Regions from separate parts of the Mus musculus genome. Here region 1 is linked to region 2. Evidence: chromatin contacts called from public promoter capture Hi-C data. All regions are on one chromosome and are shown on one strand. The core of a region is the stretch at or near the end of the contact, and the rest is flanking DNA. Distances in the headings are between cores, read along the strand shown. Region 1 holds the start of B230307C23Rik (RIKEN cDNA B230307C23 gene). Region 2 holds the start of Ltn1 (listerin E3 ubiquitin protein ligase 1).

Region 1 (4,323 bases), core at 432-2,931, about 11 Mb before region 2:
TCTCTTTTAGATTCAGGTTCCAGGTTAAGTTCTGAACAATTTAAATATAGACTGGAGACTGCAAGTCTAGCCACTTAGACAGATGGGAAATTTACACAGCAAATATAACCCCGGGATCATTTCTTAAGTACACCAGTGCCCTAACACAGCAGGTTAGTGAGAGTGTCCTGAGTGGAAGGCTCCAGATGATGAAAAACACTGGAAAAGGAAAAGGTAGAAAGTAAAAAAGCTGGGGTGGGGAGGACTTACACAAGCTATGGCTCATGCTAAGTAAGCTTCTAAAGAATACCATCTTGTACACGATTGACATGAGGGAAAGGAAGGAGATGGGAGACATCTATGAAGTCAGGAGAAAGATGAAGAAACTATGAAGTCAGCAGAAGCATCATACAATGGGACACACTCAGGAGAAGTCTAATCAAATAGTTGCTGCACAAGGGGAAACTCAGTGTATCTGAAAAAATTTCTGACCAAGTCTCTCATGGCCTTGGGACTGATAACCACAACCCCGTACGGTGGGAAGAGTTGTGCTCTCAGAATCTGAAGCAACCCCTCCCAAAGGCCCTGGCCCCAGACTATTACCAGCTCTCCCAAGCATATTCCAGGTCTTAGAGAAGAAGCTCTGTTTTATCTCTATACCCAGAGCCTCAGGGAAAGCTCCCAAGGCCTAGGCCCCAAGCTGTGACTGGCTCTGCCAAGCATGTTCCTGGGTTTCATGAGGAGCTATGTCATTCTCCATATATGGAAACCTCAGGGAAAGTGTAACTTAGCACTCAATACAACAGTGTTTTGTTTTGTTTTCTTTTTTACCTTCTCACATGGTTGTCACTAGGCATCATCTCACCCATGTGGCAGAACTATGCTTTTCTCAAGAAGAAAACTGAACCTTTATGCCACACCAGGCCTTACTGTAGATTGTGATCCTGTAAGGCCCCATAGACCAGCCTGTTAGAGGCCTGCTCTTTGATATGAAGATGAACCTAGTGGATGGTAGTAAATCAAGTTTGTTTCCTTTGTTATGGTTTGGTGCCCAATTTCTGGACAATCCGGGTGAATTAACTTGTGTATCCTAGCAACCTAATCTCTAACAGCCCTAGTTAGCACATTACCTATCTGTGGGATGTTTTACATGCAGTCCACCCTCAGATAAATTCTACTTGGAGTGCCTTACTATCTCCTAAGCTTTAGTAAATCCTTTAGATCATTAATCCTGCACTTTTACATCACAGCTTGATATTGGATTGCTACCCAGCACATGAGATGTCTTTTACAACCTCCACAAAATTAACTCCAATGGATTGTCCACCTTAATGGCAAATGGTAAGAACAGAACTTGCAGAAACTAGTACTCTCTGAGTTTGGGATCATGCCAAAGATCTTTCTACACACAGGCCAAATGCTCTGCACAGATGCAGCCCCCACAGTGAAGTTATTCAGAGGCTACAGCTGGGTCCCCCAAGTGGCTAGGACCTCACACGTGGCCGCCGATTCCCATTCAGTCCTGTGAAAGCCCCACCACACCAGCTCGCGCTGCTGAGACCCCTGCTTCTCCCCATTGTTGGCAGTGACCCTGTGCTTACCATGTCGCAACTTCGGAGCTTGCCTGTGCACAATCCACAGCATCCAACCGCAGGAAACGGAGCACGGCACACAGAACCATTCAAGCACTCAACCAGGAAGCGAAACCGACACCACCGCACCCGGAAAACCCGCCTTCTCTTCTGACACGCAGGTCTGCCTGGAGGCTCTGATTGGCCAGTAAGTCTTGAGTGAGTCGAGCACCTCCCTTAGAGTTAGAGTGTGCTGAAGCCACACAGTGTAGAAGTTCTCAGACCAAGCTTCAAATCCAGGGACGACCTTTTCCAGATCTACAGGGATTTTCATTTCTGTAATACTTGTGCCGGTCCTCCAATAGCCTACCCTTCTGTCTCCCCGCACAGCCCCAGGGAGGAACCACCACTGCACCTATCACTGCTCAGCCGCTTGCTCCTCCCCTATGTGAACAGTTGACCCCGTGCTCAGCAAGTCCTTGACTTTTCAGCCTGAGCTTTCCTCACTCAGTAGACTGTTTGCCTTCCTCCTGGAATCAAGGTAGTTAGCTTGCATAGCTCAACTTGCAGTGGAGTTATCAATCTGTCCTACAAGCGGAAGGGTGCCCAGGATATTAACGATTAAAAAGAGATTTGGGGAAACAATAGTTTTGTTGCGGTTGGGATTCAGACCCGGGACCAGCTTCTGATCTGCATATATTTAACACACCAAAGCTGGCTGGGTGGAGCCATCCAGCAGCCGCGGGAGAACTGAGTTTACCTGAAAGGGGTGCTGGAAATGAAAAGATGGGGGTGGGGGGTACGCGAGAGAAGAATGAAGTCAAGACAAAGATTCTGATCAAGACTCAAAGTTTAATAATAGGCTTTACGTTTATAAAGGGAAAAACCACAAAACCCATCCCCTTCTTTAGCTGGAATATGTTGTAGAACAAGGTCAGCACAGGCAGCCAAAACAGCTAAGTTCCCATGGGAACCTGCAACTGCAGCCAAGACACATGTCTCTATCCAGCTTGATAAGGCCTGTCAAGATGAATGTTCAAGGTCTGCTTAGCCTGCTCAAGGCTGGGAAGGTTACAGCTGAACCTCCAGGTTCTCCCAGCTCTCCTCAGTCTCCACCTGTTACATAGCAAAGTTGGCAGACCCCACCTTGTACCCTGAGCTTTCCTGTCTCCAGAAGATCTTCCTATATAATCCTGACAGTTTGTACTCTTTGTCTCTCTGTTTCATTCTCTCTCTCTCTCTCTCTCTCTCTCTCTCTCTCTGCCTCCTCCTTCCTCCTTCTCCTGCCCTTCCCCCTCCTCCCTCCACTTCCCTCTCCATCTCCCTCCCCCCTGCATGCCTTGCTAGCTCCTTCTCCCCACCTCTGCTCCTTATACTCCCATCCCATAACTTCTCTGACCTCCTTGGGACTAGTGAACTCTCTGGTTCCTTGGGATCACTGAATCCACTAGAGAGCTACCCCCAAATAAACCCCCAAATACTCTAATTTCACTTGGGTTGAGTCCTTCATGCTGGGCTTAGGTAAACTGCAGCTACTTTTCAGCTGGTAAGTATGTGAACCCTGGAAGGCAAACAGGAACCAGATAACAAACCCAGTGGAGCACTATGGTTAGCCAACACATCTTCCTCACTGGGAAGCTAAACATTCATACACAGAGGCTTCTGCAAGGCCTCCCCACCCCAGCTTTTGTAACTTTCTGCCTTCTACTTTTCATGTCTTTTTCATCCTCTGGGACTTTGTACTTAGGAACCTGTCACTGATGTTGTTTCAGGACACTGGTGTACTTAAGAAGTAATTCTGGGACTATATTTGCTGTGTGTCTGTCTAATTGGTTAGACATGCAGTCTCCAGTCCATATTTAAATTGTTCAAAAATTAACCTGGGACCTGAACCTAAAAGGGGCTTAAGGGTGACAGCATAGGTGGAAATTAAAATCTATTCCCAGCTGGATCTTCTTTGAGCATTAGCCAGAGCTAAATACATGCTGCCATTAAAGAGATTTCTCTCAATTAATCTTTTGTGTGTGCAGTGATAAAATCTTATATAGTTATAGACTCCCTTCTGTATGAGTTCTTTTAGGACTTCAAAGACTACTGAGATATGCAAAGGCTTTAACAGATTGATTACACACTAAAGGTTTTACTCTTGTATGAAGATCCCAGGAAGCACAAAACTTTACCACACTGTCTGTGCTTATGGAGTTTCTCTGCAGTTTGACTTTTTCTCATGATTTGTAAGACTACTGCTACATGCAAAGGCTTTACCACATTGTTTACATTTATATATTGTCTCTCAGGTATGTATTATTTTCTGTATTTGTAGATAACTGTGCTGTGAAAAGTGCTGGAGTCCATCTCTGGTGGGGTTCTGGAACCTGAAGACAGATGTGTGGTCTCCGCAAAAGTGAGGACTCTGACTACCTGTTAGACCTTTCAACCAAGTGGCACTGAATAGCTCGAGTCATCTTTCTTTAAACAATCTTTCTTTAAACAATCACAAGCCTGCTCCCAGGAGCAGTGATATCATTGGTTATTCTACTTAATGAAATCATAACATCAGCATTATAAAAGCCCCATCACTGTAAAAGCCCCCAATAGTTTTCCTTCCTCCTTCCCATCTCCTGCTATCGATTGAGGAATGTAAGCTCCAGGGATGTGGCAGACAGCATCTGGTGTGCTCCAACTCAGAGAAGCCTTCGTGCAGCAAAAAAGATGTTACAGATATTTCCCTTAGCAAACAAGGATCAGAAACTCTATACACAATGCAGGATTT
Region 2 (4,387 bases), core at 1,470-3,969:
AGCAAAGCCAGCAATCTTACTTCTCTCCTCAGTTTCTGAGACGTTCCTTAACTAGTTCAAGGGTCAGCAGTTTGTACAGTTATAAAATATTGGCAGCAGTCGCTGAGTTTGTAGCTTACTGGAAGAGTGCTTGCCTGGCATGCACAAGGCGTTGGGTTCTGTCCTCAGTACCACGTATACCAGGCAGGGAGGTACACCAGTAATCTTGGCCCTTTGAAGGCAGAAAGGATAAGATCCAGAGTTCAGTGCCACCTTTGGCTACAAGCCAAGACAGAAGCCAGCCTGAGATTCACGTGACACTCTCCCCAAAATAAATGATTATTAAAATCAAAAGTCCCATTCTAATGGAAGATAGTAATGGTGACCATCAGTGCGTGTTCAGGTGTAATGAGAACCATTTGAGGAAAGTAAGCCCCTGTGAGAGTATCTCCGTGCTTACAGGAACACACACTGGCAAGTAATCCTTTGTTGTTTGGTTTTTGAGACAGGATATCACTATATAGCCTTGGCCGGTGTAGAACACTTTATGCAGACCAGGCTGGTCTCCAATTCACAGAGATCTGAATTCTGCCTCCCATGTCCTGGGGTTAATGCGTGTGCCCTCACTACCAACTCTGATAAGTCTGTCTTACAGATTCTAGCTCACTTCTGTACAAAATATGTTTTGAAATTTTCTACTCTGAAAAACTATGTTTCAGACTCAGAAAACTAAACTGGAAGAGGATTTTAATTCGTCATCGAGAAGACATTCCTCTTGACGGTACAGCCGGCGGAATGGAAGGACAGCGGAAATTTCCCATTCTTGAAGAAAAGGCCTTCAGTGTCCACGGAGCCAGAGGAAACCACATGGACTTTGGCCAGCTGTATCAGTTCTTAAATGCCAGGGGATGTGGGGATGTTTTCCAGATGTTCTTTGGTGTAGAAGGACAGTGACTGAGCAGAGGGGAAGTCAGACCTGTTGGCTCACTGTTCCTCTGTTGATCATTTCTTCCTGTTTTTCCTTGAAATTCAATTTCAGCTCCATTCTAGGATGTACTAGGGTTGGGGTCACAAGAAGAAAATTAATATGGCTGAAATGTATCAGTTAAAACTTGCCATGCCTGAGAGAAAAACTGGGTTTCGACTTGTAAGCTTTAAATTACTAAGTGAGAAGGGTGGAGAAATGACTCAGAAGTTAAGAGCATATGCTGCTAGTGCCAAGGACCTAAGTTCAGTTCCCAGCACCCCTGGCAGGGAGCTCATAACTACCTATATGTCTTTACTTCAGGGCATTTGATGTACTCTGTCCTCCAAGGGTGCATGCATGAACATAAACATGTAAATATATTTGGGGTATCAGATCCCCTGGAGCTGGAGTTACAGGAGGTTGTGAGGTACCCGGTGTGGGTGCTGGGAGCCAAACTTGGGTCCTCTGCAAGAGCAGTGCACCCTTTTAACCTCTGAGCCATCTCTACAGCTTGGTGGAAATTTCTTGACGTGAGCTGGATCTGAAGGCACATGCTTATAATCCCAGCACTTGGGAAGTAGAGGCAGGAGGATGGGAAGTTGAAGGCCAGCTGGGCTACACGAGGCTCTGTCTCATGAAACTTGAAAGACAAATTATATGTGAAGGTAATTTTGATGGTTCGACTTGCTAGGGATTTCCCACACTCTTCTGCCTTCACTAGGAACCTGGAAAAGCTGCCTGTTCACCCTCCTGGCCTCTCTTGCAGCTGCATTGGGCTGTAGGTTACAGTGCAGGATTTCTGGGGATGAATTTGCCTCTCTTCTCTTTCTGCCATGGCCCCTGAAGTGATGGCAAGAGAAAGGGCCAAGCTATCTCAGAGATGTCATTGTACAAGACACCTTGCCACATGCGGACCCAATGTTAATCCCAGCCTGTCTCCAGACCTTTGAAATAAAATGAAATTTTAAACAATCTGTGCTTGTTATCAGTAGTCAGAAGTTTGAAACTACCCTGTCTTTTAAAGTACAAACAGTATAAAGCCTTCCTCATTGGTGTTTGTGGTTCATTTCAAATTGCATGTGTTTAGATTTGGCCCCTATCTGGCCTTGCATCGCTGAAGACTGGGGCATGAGTAGAGCTCAAATGGTTTCTTGTTGTTTCTTTAAGACAGTGTCTCATGCCTATGTGACCTGATGATTCTTTTTTCTTTTTATTTCCTATTTCGAGATAGATTTTCATATATCCCAGGCTGCCCTTGAACTTTAAGTGTGCAAAGCTGACCTTAAATTTGTGATTCTCCTCTTCTCTGTGTCTTCAGTGCTGGTATTGGGAGGGTGTGCCAGCAGACCTGGTTTGCTCAATGTAGGGAATCAAACTCAGCCTTCAGGAATGCCAGGAAAGCACTCTACCAAGTTAGTCGCCCCAACTCCTCTGCTTTTATTATTTCATTTTATTTTTAAAGATTTATTTTATTTATATGAGTACACTGTAGCTTTCTTCAGACACACCAGAAAAGGGCGTCAGATCCCATTGCAGATGGTTGTGAGCTACCATGTGGTTGCTGGGAATCGAACTCAGGACCTCTGGAAGAGCAAATTCCTACACACTAGGAAGGAAATCTCTCCACTACAAATATCTCGGACAGGTTTGGCGCCACGGGCTCAACGCTGGTTTCTTATTGGTCAGCAGTGACGCCACTCAGGCAGGCGTGGCCTTCTTTGTTACGTTTCAGGCAGCGGATGGTCAGAGTCCTGACAGGGAGGCGGGAGCGGAAGTAGGAAGCCGAAAGGCTGGGAGGGCGAGGGGGAAGTGGCTACAGTGAATCCCCTTCCGGCGCGAGGGACCGGAAGTTGTGGCCCGCCCGTGTCAACTTCGGCTCTGCAGACTGAGAGCCGGGCTGCCACCGCCACCATGGGCGGGAAGAACAAGCAGCGGACTAAGGGGAACCTCAGGGTGAGTCCTGTGGTGATGGTAGCCCCGCGGCCTGCGGCCCGGGTGTCCAGAGGGCCGTGAGGGAAGAGTGTGACCTCCCGGTGTGTGCGTCCCCGCGGGTGGACAAGTCGAGGAGTTGGGACCCAAACGACGTTTCACGCCGGATCTGGGAAACGGAGCGCGCCCAGGGAGGGAGGTGTCATCGGGAAACGGTGACAGTGAGCACCCGGGCGGCCCTCGTGGGTGGCCGAGCTTGTGTAGGAGCTGTGGGAGGGAAGAAGCAAGCGTGGGCTTCACTCGCTCAGTCCCTCCTTGCCAAGGCCCGAGCCCGTCGGTGGTATGCCCGGTGTCAGGTCGGTGTCACCCGTTGGGTCTCTGGTCTCAAGCTTACCTCGCTTTTCCTGCTTCACTCTGGCCACCCTGAACTTGCCACGAACTTGGCTGGCCTGGCAGGCTTCGGATGGCCATATGTTAGGTGGCTCTAGATACCTTAATGCATCCTGTATAGCCCTGGCTGTCCTGGAACTCATTCTGTAGACCAGGCTGGCCTGGAACTCAGAAATTCTCCTGCCTCTGCCTCCCAAGTGCTGGGATTAAAAGCGTGTGCCACCACCACCTGGCGCTTTGAAAGTATCTTAAAGGCAGGTGTTTCTCTGCAGCCTTTATCCTGATGGATCACACACACATACACACACACACACACACACACACACACACACACAGTTCGCTTTTATAGACCTGTTCCACCATTTTTTTTTTAGATTTATTTATTTATTATATGTGAGTACACTGTAGCTGTCTTCAGACACCCCGGAAGAGGGAGTTAAATTTTGTTACAGATGGTTGTGAGCCATCATGTGGTTGCTGAGATTTGAACTCTGGACCTTTGGAAGAACAGTCAGTGCTCTTAACCACTGAGCCATCCTTCCAGTCCCTCATCTCTTAATTTATAAATTTTGCTGACCCTTAGGAGAGTTGATCTCAGTATTTAACACCCAAGTTCTCTACCTTATGTATTCTAAAAACAGTGTCATTCTTCATATAACATGTGAAACTTTAACCATGGTGGAGTACACAAATATAACATGTAGACTTACAATTTGTATTTCTACTAACTTTTATAGATTTAATTCTGTTTTTATTTTATTTTGATTTTGGTTTATCAAGGCAGTTTCTCTTTGTAGCTCACCTGTCCTGGAAGTCGTTCACAGATGTGCCTGCCTCTGTCTCTACAGTGCTGGGATTAAAGGCATGCACCACCAGGACTGACTTAAAGTTGTTTTTAGATAATAACATTTTCAAAGCATTTATGACTCAGTCAAGTATCACTTGTTCCCTTTGGCAGGGAATACATTAAAAGACACATAAAAACAACTTATACTTTGAAGTCTTTTGATTTAGACAGTTTTCCATTTCATACATCCTAAATGAGCGTGTTTTTTATGTCATAATGACCAGGAAGAGTTGGCCATTGGTTGGCTTTGTTTAGTCTCATCTAATTGTTTCCTT

Evidence for each region. Promoter capture Hi-C pulls out the DNA fragments that hold promoters and counts their contacts.
Region 1: a contact with region 2 is called in a promoter capture Hi-C map of pre-B cells, with 5 times the contacts expected there. The contact joins the promoter of B230307C23Rik here to the promoter of Ltn1 in region 2. A contact is called at or near these places in 1 of 39 promoter capture datasets (pre-B cells) and 1 of 484 Hi-C or Micro-C datasets (B cells).

What each region holds. Positions count from the first base shown.
Region 1 is chr16:97,994,694-97,999,016 of GRCm38.p6, reverse strand. It overlaps B230307C23Rik (RIKEN cDNA B230307C23 gene), which reads right to left and starts at 1,681. Exons shown (of 4, transcript NM_001362093.2): 1 at 1,581-1,681. The coding sequence starts at 1,583. It overlaps C030010L15Rik (a long non-coding RNA gene), which reads left to right. Exons shown (of 5, transcript XR_001781957.2): 3 at 1,230-1,320; 4 at 1,566-2,091; 5 at 3,874-4,323.
Region 2 is chr16:87,430,938-87,435,324 of GRCm38.p6, reverse strand. Ltn1 (listerin E3 ubiquitin protein ligase 1) reads left to right here and starts at 2,719. Exons shown (of 30, transcript NM_001081068.1): 1 at 2,719-2,899. The coding sequence starts at 2,858. Rwdd2b (RWD domain containing 2B) reads left to right here. Exons shown (of 5, transcript NM_016924.2): 5 at 699-1,994. The coding sequence ends at 933.